3 separate regions of the Hordeum vulgare genome follow, and regions 1 and 2 are each linked to region 3. A link is a contact called in public Hi-C data. All regions are on one chromosome and are shown on one strand. Each heading gives the region's core, a stretch centred on a gene start, on an enhancer-like site or on the middle of the called end of the contact. The rest is flanking DNA. Distances are from core to core; before and after follow the strand shown. Region 1 holds the start of LOC123400982 (ribosomal RNA large subunit methyltransferase I). Region 2 holds the start of LOC123402394 (probable LRR receptor-like serine/threonine-protein kinase At5g45780). Region 3 holds the start of LOC123401470 (choline-phosphate cytidylyltransferase 2-like).

Region 1 (3,242 bases), core at 555-3,054, 180 kb after region 3:
TGCCAACTGCGTGCGTAACCGTGACTGTCTCCTTCGAAGACCTCTCTTCAATCGGGAACACGGTGGGGTTATGTTTGACGTAAGTAGGTGTTCAAGATCACTTAGTGATCACCTAGTCTTCGATCGCTCGCATAGACCACCAGATCAAACACTCTAATCATCGTAAGTTAGCCATCATATATGCTTAGTTTGCTGCAAACCTCTACACTAAACCTTCCTCACCTAATAACTTGACTAGATTTGGTACCAAGGTCATCCGATTGCTGAGTCCCCGTGGCTCACAGTTTACTACAACACCCCAACACCTACAGGTACGCCCGACGCAGGAGATCCTGATAGCACCCAGCTGGCGTGGCAGTACAATGAGGAGTCTGACCGACTGTACGTGAACTATCCGAAGGACTGAGGCCGTGGCCCTGATCGTGGGCGAGCATGCGGGATGTCATAGTCTTTTACTTGTTTCATATTGTCCGTAGCGGGACTAAACTTTGCTCTGAATAATTGTGTGGCTGTAAACCTTATGTTATACTATGTCAGATGGCAAGTGTATGCCCTACTTGTCATTCTTCAGTTATGTAATGTTATGATTATCTCGCTTGCGAAACGTTTAGATGCGCCTCTTTCCCTTTTTGGGCATCGCCCAAAAAATAGGAAAGGGTCGCATCTTAGTCGTTACACCGGTGGAGGATGCTCGACGCCAAGAAGATCAGTGGCGCCACGAAGGCGGGGACGGCGGCGGTCGCGGCCGCGGTCGATCAGGAAGAGGCGTTCCGCGCGGGGATGATGAATCCGCCCAGCCGCAACCCACAGGCCGCATGGAGGGGTCGCCAGGATGTTGCGTCGGCCACCCTCTCGCTGACGATGCCGCCCTCGGGGTACGTGCCCTTGTCTGGCTACTTCGACGTCGACGCGCATGGCGACTTCAATCCCAACACCACCTTCCCGCATGGCGCGCCGCAACGTTCCTCCTTCACCGATTTCGGCCACGACCGGCGCACTTTCTCACCCGCGTTCAACGCCGGCCTCAACACCCACTATAGCTACTCCCCGCTGGCGTACTCGTCAGCATCCTCGCCTGCTCCATCTCTACGTCGTGGTGTCCTTTCATTCGTGCCCCCTTCGCCGTTGTAGTTTAACTACACCGATGCCGACATGGACGAGGTCATCACGAGCGGTTCCGTCGCCGCCGTGTCGCACCCGAAGTTCGTCGTGCATGATGAAACAATGGACATCGCCAATGACATTGACGACGAGCTCGACGACGCCTAGGAGGAGGGAGAGGAAGAAGCGGTGGAGGTGGAACCGGAACCGAGCGCAGAAACCACGTCGACGACGAGCCCTACTACGTTGACGACGAACAGCGCGACTACGCCGCCGACGAGCCCGACCAGTCCTGCGGCAGAGGAGCCGCACCACGCTGAGCCGGCCGTTTGATCCGGTTTTTATCCTTTCTTTTTTATCGTCGAACTATTGGTGTGTTTGATTGTCGAACTATGGAATGCTGATCGTCGACTTGTGACATGATGATCGTCGAACTCGTGACGTTTTTTTGACAGCAGAAAAGAAAAAAAAACGTTGACATCTGGGATCGAAATCTGGGGACGCGACTGAAAACTCGCTCGCGTCGGATAAAAAAGCGCTCGCGCAACATGACGCTGAGGGCGGAATGGGTGGAGATGCTCTAATATAAAAGTGATACGAGCGCTTTGGGCCTACGGCCTGGCTTTGATGAAGGCCCCACGTCGCAGTGACACACAGATGCGCAACTTGAAGTACCAATCCACAAGCCTCGTTACCTGGTGGCGAACTTCGGCAGCTATAGTCAGTGCCAGCGCCAACGCAGAGCTACGCGATGCTCCGCGCCTGCGGCGCCGCGGCTCCGGCGTCTGTGCCCGCCCTCGTCAGGGCGCGCCTCGCGAAGCCCTCCTCCTCCGTCGCAGCCTCCGCAGTCGCCTCCTCCTCCGCCCTGGAGGAGCTCGCCGCCGACCGCAAAGGTCCACGCCCTTTACTCTCGCCTAGTCTTCTGCCGGCATTCTGTCGAGCGGCTTCGCTGTCGCCCTTCTCTCCGCCGCGGCCCTCGTTTCCAGTCCCGCGCAGCGAGGTTTGTGACCGTCACTTCTGTCCTACGTGCGGGGGGCGAGTGGGAGCGCCATGGCGACGAGCTGTTTGTTGAAACGACCAAGTGAGCTGCGCATTTGTTCCCCGTGTTGCGTTTCGATCTGGTTATGGGTCGGCCGTTTGCCAGTGCGTCCATTTCCTGAGCTTGGACGCTCATTGCTTGATATACAGTTGTAGTGAGTGGTAAATAACTGTAAATGTATGTGTAGAGAGATGCCTGGTCATTGTTTCATGGCCTGCAGTTATGAGGACCTATATTGCTACTTTTACTTGCTCATAACCCTCCAAGTCAGAGGTTGTCAATTGTTAAAAGTTCTACTACCCCCGGAGATCATTTATGGTAACAACAGCTTGAAACGATGATAATTACAGTCTCCTAAAAACGGTTCATCATTCATTTAAATTAGTGTCACGAATGAGTGGTATGCATCACCACAAAGTGGAATGATGGGCCTTGTCCAAAAAGTTGGCTAGATTCCATTCACAACGCTGAAATCAATAAATCAAGCATCGCCCATTTTGCTTGTTTGGGTTAAGCATAGGTTATGTCCAGTAGGCACTTCTTTCTTTCCTTCGCTCGAATCGAAGTACTCCCTCTGTCCCAAAACAAGTGACACAAATTTAATACTAAGTGACACAAATTTAATACTAAGTTAGTACAAATTTTGTACTAAAGCAGCGACACTTATTTTGGGACGGAGGGAGTATACACTAACAACTAAGCACCCTTTTTAGGTTTGGCGAGAGTGGTACTAAAGAAGGGCAAGACTCAGATATTCCGAGGTGGGAGTCCAATGGTGTACAGTGGTGCTGTTGATAGAATAATTGGCCGGCCTCCTCCCAAAACGGGTGATGTTGTTTTGGTAGCTGATGGGTCAGAGAAACCTATCGGGTGGGGTGTCTATAACTCCGTGTCTATGTTTTGTGTTCGGCTAATGCAACTAGAAGAAGAGGCAAAAAGGTGACACAGTTGTTGAGGTTCTATGGTTATTGAAATTTTGTGAGCTTGTGCTGAATATCCCATATTCTTGTTTTGCTCAGAGATCCAGCCTCTGCATTAAATATGGAAAGGCTGCTCGAAGAAAGACTTTGTTCTGCGGTGGATTTACGGCGTAGTTTGGGTT
Region 2 (3,497 bases), core at 211-2,710, 150 kb before region 3:
CTGTAGTAACCTGAAGGGGGGCAACAGAGAAAAAAGTTGAGCAACAAAGCATTGGTAGTAAATTTCGTTTTCGTTAGGACAGATGGGAGTCAATGGAACAAGATCTACAAACAGTACAAAGAATACAATCCCATGACTGAGGGAGCACAAGTAATAACAAATATTATGCATACATACGTGTTCTAAGTAGGGTGGACACAGTATGATGGGTACAATAAGGAGTAGAAAGTCTAGCTGGACTGCGCTGTCAATCATACAAAGTAAGCTTGATTTGGCCGTGTTGAGTTCTGAAAGAATAGGGTACGCCCAATAGCATTCATTCTTGCCAAAAAAGAAAACAAATTTTGTTCAGGGGGGCTTGTACCGCCTGTGATCTCTCAGCATTATTCTATTCACCAGTTCTTGTCCTGGCCTTGAGAGTTTGCACACACGGACCCTGCTTGGGATTTTCATAAATTCAACTATTAAGGCAAGACTTATATTGTATAGTTCCCCACCTTCAGCTCGCTAACTATCCTGATACTAATGAGTCACCGACGGAATAGCCTAAACAGTAATATTGTTTGAACCTAAACAGCAGTTGTGCTTCATATTTTCCAACGGCTAGACACACAAGTACGAACCTCCTCATTTTGAAGCGATTAAGCTCGGAAGCTTCAAACTTGAACGGTGTTGCAAGACACACCGTGTCAAAGGAACTAAGGAAACAGGAACTGTGATTGGATAGGTGAGTTCGTTTCCAAGGCCTTACATTGTCTGCAGGTAACTGAGGTTCCCGATACTCGGCGACAGAGCCCCTGACAATCCGTTGTTAGCCATCTGCCTGCACTCCAACATCCAAACAAAACAGCACGGCATCACCAACAGCAAAACAACAACGGGCAGAAGGAGCATCCGCGCAGGCGCAGTCCAACAGCAAGACAACAAATCAGGGAGCGAGATCTCACAGCGAGACGACGAATCCGTCGGGGGAGCAGGCGACCATTGACCAGGTGCAGGGGTCAACGGAGTTGATGTCCCACCCGGCCATCACCCCCTTCTCGTCCCGCATCCGGCTCTTCACCGCCATCAGCGCCGCCACTGAAACACCGCGCAAAGCGCACCGAGCGCAATTAACACGAGAACATCCTCCACGTAGTACCAAATCCCCAAACCCTAGCCTCGTCCCTAGCCCAGCCACCCCCGCCCAACGCCAGCCGCAAGCGGCGCACATACCTTCATAGTTGAGACCTTTGGGTGAGAGCGGCGGGTCCCCGGCCGCTACACTACAAGCGGCGAGGAGCCACGCGGTAGCCACCACCACCACGGCGCCAGCTCCGGCGGCGAAGGTTAGTCTCGCCATGGAAAGTGGGGGCGTGACTGAGAGCGTCTCTGCACGGGCTCCGTGGCCATGGGTGCTGCTGTTATCGAGCGCAGTGCGTGCGCTGAGGAGTAGAATTAGGCTCGCCTTAAATCTTAATTAATGCGAGTTGGTCTGAAAAATGGGAATCTTAAATTAAGAAAGGGAGAGGCTAACTGGGCCTTAATTGCTGAGCCCGTGGAATGGAGTGGAGGACCAGACGGGTGGCTCTCGAGGCTCCGGAATTTGTGCCCAGTGTTTTGTTTCCGTTCTGTTTGGTTGGTTTTTCTTACAGGAGCCATGTAATTTAATTTAAGGTATATGACCTCTTAGAGTATGGTTAATAGTATAGCCAACGGTCGGCTATAAGGCTGTTCATAGTGGGGAGTAACATATGGTAGTATCATGCATATGTTACTATTGTATGATAGTACCTTCATAGTGCATAGTATCATAAATTAGTATCATAGATGATCTCATTTATTGACATGCATGACACATAGTAGCATAGCATTTAACATGGTACGGTATCTACCTATGTTACTATAACCCTCTCTCTCTTCTTTAATTACTTGCCACATCACCATGTTTACTAGTTCCAAGACTATGTTACTAGCTATGATACCTCCACTATGGCCAGCCTAAGGAGTTGCCATGTCATATACTCCCTTCATCATGGTATATTGGACATATCCCAAAAACGATAATTTTTCATAATTAGAAGAAAATAAGGCGCATGACATTAATTAGCCTATTAATTAGGATGTTTTGGAAACCGTCTTCACCAATGCATGCGAGGAAGTCGTTCGTTTAGTGGACGGAGGTTGCTAATGCGTCAGTTTTACGATTAATTAGGCGTTTCTACAGCTCGTCGGCTCGGTTTTTCCTACCAATAGAAAAACATCTTGGTCCCAGAGCCCTGTGAGATACGTCCAATATACTGTCATGGAGAGAGTATAATCGATCTAATAGTTAACACGTATAGTAACAAATTGTTAAGAAGTACTCCCTTCGTTCCTAAATATAAGTCTTTTTAGAGGTTCACTAAAAGACTACATACGGATGTATATAGACATACTTTAGAGTGTATATTCACTCATTTTGCTCTATATATAGTCTCCTAGTGAAATCTCTAAAAAGACCTATATTTAGAAACGGAGGGAGTACTACTTTATAAATACATGACCCACCTTACATCCTCACAATGTTTCTTGGAGCCTCTGCTACAGCCGACTGTTAATCTGTAGTTCGCTTCCCTTCTCTCTCCTCTTCTCTCTCATCCAACTCAACAAAAATATAATGTTTTAATCCTTACAGTCTTCTCTCTCCTCTTCTCTCTCATCTAACTGTATTTTATTATACCTGCTCTTATACTACCTTAATTACACCCGCGATAAAACAACTTGCTTGAAATTAACTAATTCATACACAAATTTGAAAATCCCATAAAACTCATACACGAACTCGATTGTTGTAACAGTTGACTATAAAACAGCTCCGCCTGTGACATGTCGGCTGCCACATCGAAAAGGGCCCGCATCTCAATTATTGCACAAACCATTGCAGCACATGCTTCTGGAGTTTGCACATCGTCCAAACCATCTACAAGTGTTTTGCTAGGCAAGCACCGGTACACATGAAGTGTAGGATCTGTAACATCATATCAAGTTCAGTTTCAATGCGCAGAAAATTAAGTCACATAGTTAATTGCAGGGCACCATAACTTGTTCACCTCAAAACGAAACTACTCTATGACCGACACTTAGTGCAATACTGATGCATGGTTAATTTGCAGACGATACTTGATCCGGCGGCTGTGCAACACTAAATAATACCGATGCATGGTTCGATTCATAGTGACGTTCAAAGATCAGTCAACCAGTATGTGACATCCTTGTAGCAACGCTCAACTCAAAATTCAGTACTACAAACTACAGTTTCGTGTATATGTTCCGTGACATAAAAACCAGATTGTTGCACAAAAAATTTAGAGATAGCCAATGTCAAATTTTAGTAAATTTCAGTCATAATTAGTGGAAATCTAGAGTTTTCTTCAAAAATCAATAGTTTTCGTATAGCAATACTGAATCCACAGGAGTACTGTTCATATGATAGTCACGTATGGCACTGTCCAATATAAACAATATCTATCATATCT
Region 3 (3,592 bases), core at 401-2,900:
TACTTCAGATCCTACACCCGCCGCTGCTAAGTGTTGCTAAAACTGAACACCCGATCACTATAACTAGTGGCGGTTTCCAGGCACCGTTCGCCACTGCTCAGTCATATAGCTGTGGTGAGCGCTAGATAGGACCCATCACTACTCAATTACGCAAGCAAGTCCCACCCTTGATATTGTACTTGTGGGGAGCGCTTAGGTACTCCTTTGGTTGTGGCAGGTGATTCTTATTACCCGCCACTGCTTCTTTTCAAAAATAGTTATGACAGATAAATCGTTGCGCCTGCAACTCATTAGGGTTCACTTATAAGCCATTCCCCTGTAGTGTGCCGCAGTCTCATGCAGGACTGCAATGCATCACCAAAGCGGTACTACCGCCCTAAATAAATATAGTCGGTACTTCCGATGCGATGTCGCCCAAGTACTTCATCCTTCCCAAAGGGAAAATCCCCTAAAATGCAGTAGGCCTGACTCTTGAAGCGGTAGTGCCGCTTCACACATAGGAGAGGTACTACCGCTGGTTACAGCGGTACTATCGGGTGTGCATTCTCTACAAACATATGTAAATGGATTCCCCCCTCAAAACAGCTCGAATAAATTGTGGATGCAATACATATTTGTGTGTATCTGTTTGATTTCACCCATACCTTCAACGCATCCTCCTCTTAATAGTATGTACAACGAAACAAATAAAAATATCAAAAAATGTCGTCTTTGATCCTTTTCTTTTAGAAGGGAACCTAACCATATTGTGCCATCATTGAATATACGTGTGTAGCTCAAGGACATGGCTAGTCCACAAATTATGTTTAAAATCTTTTTAGGAGGGAAATGCCATTTCATTGTTTTCATCTTAAAAAATCTAACCATCTGAGATACACTCATGAGTATCGTGTGCAATACACTTTCCCCCTTTGTTTTTTCCATTTTATATTGTATATTATAATAAAAAAGTCAAGGAGTACCATCTTGGTTATTATATTTCAAATGATTTTTTGACACGAAAATGAAGTAATACAGTGTTTCTAAATATAAATAAATTTTAATATATACTCCATCCGTTCCTAAATACTCCCTCCGTTCCTAAATATAAGACCTTTTAGAGATTGTACTATGAACTATATACAGATGTATATAGACATATTTTAGAGTATAGATTCACTCATTTTGCTCCGTATGTAGTCTTCTAGTGAAATCTCTAAAAGGTCTTATATTTTAGAACGGAGGGAGTATAAGACATTTTAGAAATTACACTATGGACTAGATACGAAGCAAAATGAGTGAATCTACATCCTAAAATATGACTACATACATCCGTATGTAGTTCATAGTGGAATTTTTAAAAGGTCTTATATTTAGGAACGGAGGGAGTACTATATATAAATATTTTTTAAAGTATAGATTTGTTTTTTATTAAAATGTTTCAAAAAAATTATATTTAAAAACAGAGAAAGTAGTATATATAATAATTTCTGATAGGCAGCAAATTCACCCGTCGTTGTCTCATCAACGTGCAACGTGTCGCCACTTCCTTCGTCGGATAACCTGACGTGGTCCAACCAGTCACCGTCAAACACCCGGACCCAGTTAACAGTCAGACAGGGCGAGCCCGAAAACTACGTCACGTCATGCGAGAGCACCCCCTCCGCATGTGTACCGTCTCCTCGGCCTGGAGGCTTCGACCTTTCCACCACGCCCCCCCCTCCTCTTTCCCTTCCCGTCGCTCGCTCCACCCCTCGAACCTTCTCGACTCCCTCTTCGCATGGCCGACGCGAAGGCCGAGGCGGCGAGGCAGGCGCCGGCGCCGCAGTCCTCGCAGGAGGAGGAGGAGGACTGGAAGGAGGCCGAGGGGGACGTCGAGGTTGCGGACAGGTCCACGAGCAATGGCGCCGGCGCCGGCGAGGGGATCACGGACAGGCCGATCCGGGTCTACGCCGACGGCATCTACGACCTCTTCCACTTCGGCCACGCGCGCTCGCTCGAGCAGGCCAAGAAATCGTGAGAAATCCCTCTCCCCCATCCTCCTCCCCCTTTGGGCTATTTCGGTTCGATCTGCCCCCTTGCGTTTCAGACAGAAATTGGGGTCGGACACCGTTTATCATGCTTGGTTTCGGCACGGATCACGCCTGATTAGGTTGTCCATCGGGCTCTAGCGCGGGATTGCGGGACGAAGGGTTGTTTTATTCTAGGCCGTTTCTCTTTGAAATTCTTCGCGATTACCAGTTCAGGAACGGCCTCAACTTGCTCTTATGTCCAACGTCCGATTTAGCGGATCATTCGTGTGGTTAGGTTTGGAAGGCATTCGCTTATTGTGGATACTACGTTGCTTGATGAGGACTCGGTTTGTCTGTGCCCCTGTTGTTTTGGGCAATAGATGTATGGTTTGGTGGAAAATGGGGCTCCATTTGTGCTTCTATCATGTTGGGGACAAGATTTAGCTGTATTGGTATGTTTTACCTAACGTGATGTGACTCGAGACTCTCCTACTGCTTGCCATGTATTGGGTCATTTAGTGGGATGGCACCTATTTCGTAGATCCCCACCGAATAATGCTGTGTGAATTGGCTTTATTTGCCCACCTCTTTTTTTCCTTTTTATTTTTCGCATCATGTGCAACAATCCTGTTTCATTGACATGGACCACAATAATCATTCTCCATTGACATGGACTGGTGTAAAAACTGTAGGGTTTGGACTCTGATATTGTTCCTCTCAGACAACTTTCCCTTTATGGTGCTTGGCATATTCCACTTCTTTTAAGTCGGCAATGAAATCAATTTTGGCTTCTTGTGTTCTGTTCAGACGCCAGTCCTACCTTTCCTAGTGAATTAACTCTGCCTAAATCAGTATCTATTTTCTGAATGCATTCTCTATTCATTTAGCCCATCACAACAGCCATTTTGCATTAGGATATTTTATGTGTAACTAGTGAGAATTCTGCGTTTGAAAAAAAACTATGTGAAGTCATGTGTGCCAACGGTCATCTGTAAATGATATACTACAGTAATCTTTTTTCATCTAGTAGTATGCCTAAGGATCCGTTCTATTGTGATGCCATAGATTAAGTGCATTAACTGCAGATTGGTTTTAAGTTCTTAATGATTACCGTAAGCATTCTACACAAGTTAACTTACTGGGGCTATTATAATGCGAGAAAATGTCCTGACACTGAACTTTCTGTTGAACTGTAGGTTCCCTAACGCATATCTTCTTGTCGGGTGCTGCAATGATGAGTTGACACATAAATTCAAAGGAAGAACTGTCATGACAGAGGATGAGAGATATGAATCACTTCGCCATTGCAAGTAATCGTGTATCATTCTTTACTTTATCCAATATAATCCATGATCGTTGTACATTTCTTCCAGCAAAACATGCTAATATGATTTACTATTTTATATTCCAAGGTGGGTTGATGAAGTCATTCCTGATGCTCCGTGGGTAGTAACAGAAGAGTTCTTGAATAAGCATAACATCGATTTTGTTGCACATGATTCTCTGCCGTAAGCATTCAGTCTAGAAAGACCTTGTTATTTCTGCGATGCAGTAAATATTTCTTACTTTCATTCTTTTTTTTTTTGAGGACCATAGAAAAT

What was found. A called contact is a pair of places that touch in the nucleus more often than the background predicts.
Region 1: a Hi-C map of seedling shows a contact between it and region 3, with 4 times the contacts expected there. The contact joins the promoter of LOC123400982 here to the promoter of LOC123401470 in region 3. A contact is called at or near these places in 2 of 6 Hi-C or Micro-C datasets (leaf and seedling).
Region 2: a Hi-C map of seedling shows a contact between it and region 3, with 5 times the contacts expected there. The contact joins the promoter of LOC123402394 here to the promoter of LOC123401470 in region 3. A contact is called at or near these places in 4 of 6 Hi-C or Micro-C datasets (leaf, seedling and an unstated tissue) and 1 of 1 datasets of contacts at active chromatin or transcription factors (embryo).

Annotation. Positions count from the first base shown.
Region 1 is chr6H:130,999,203-131,002,444 of MorexV3_pseudomolecules_assembly, reverse strand. It overlaps LOC123400982 (ribosomal RNA large subunit methyltransferase I), which reads left to right and starts at 1,804. Exons shown (of 8, transcript XM_045094699.1): 1 at 1,804-1,994; 2 at 2,854-3,079; 3 at 3,160-3,242. The coding sequence starts at 1,853.
Region 2 is chr6H:131,328,949-131,332,445 of MorexV3_pseudomolecules_assembly, reverse strand. LOC123402394 (probable LRR receptor-like serine/threonine-protein kinase At5g45780) reads right to left here and starts at 1,460. Exons shown (of 11, transcript XM_045096308.1): 1 at 1,216-1,460; 2 at 948-1,080; 3 at 752-823; 4 at 1-10. The coding sequence starts at 1,342.
Region 3 is chr6H:131,176,889-131,180,480 of MorexV3_pseudomolecules_assembly, reverse strand. LOC123401470 (choline-phosphate cytidylyltransferase 2-like) reads left to right here and starts at 1,650. Exons shown (of 8, transcript XM_045095295.1): 1 at 1,650-1,995; 2 at 3,188-3,301; 3 at 3,404-3,499. The coding sequence starts at 1,760.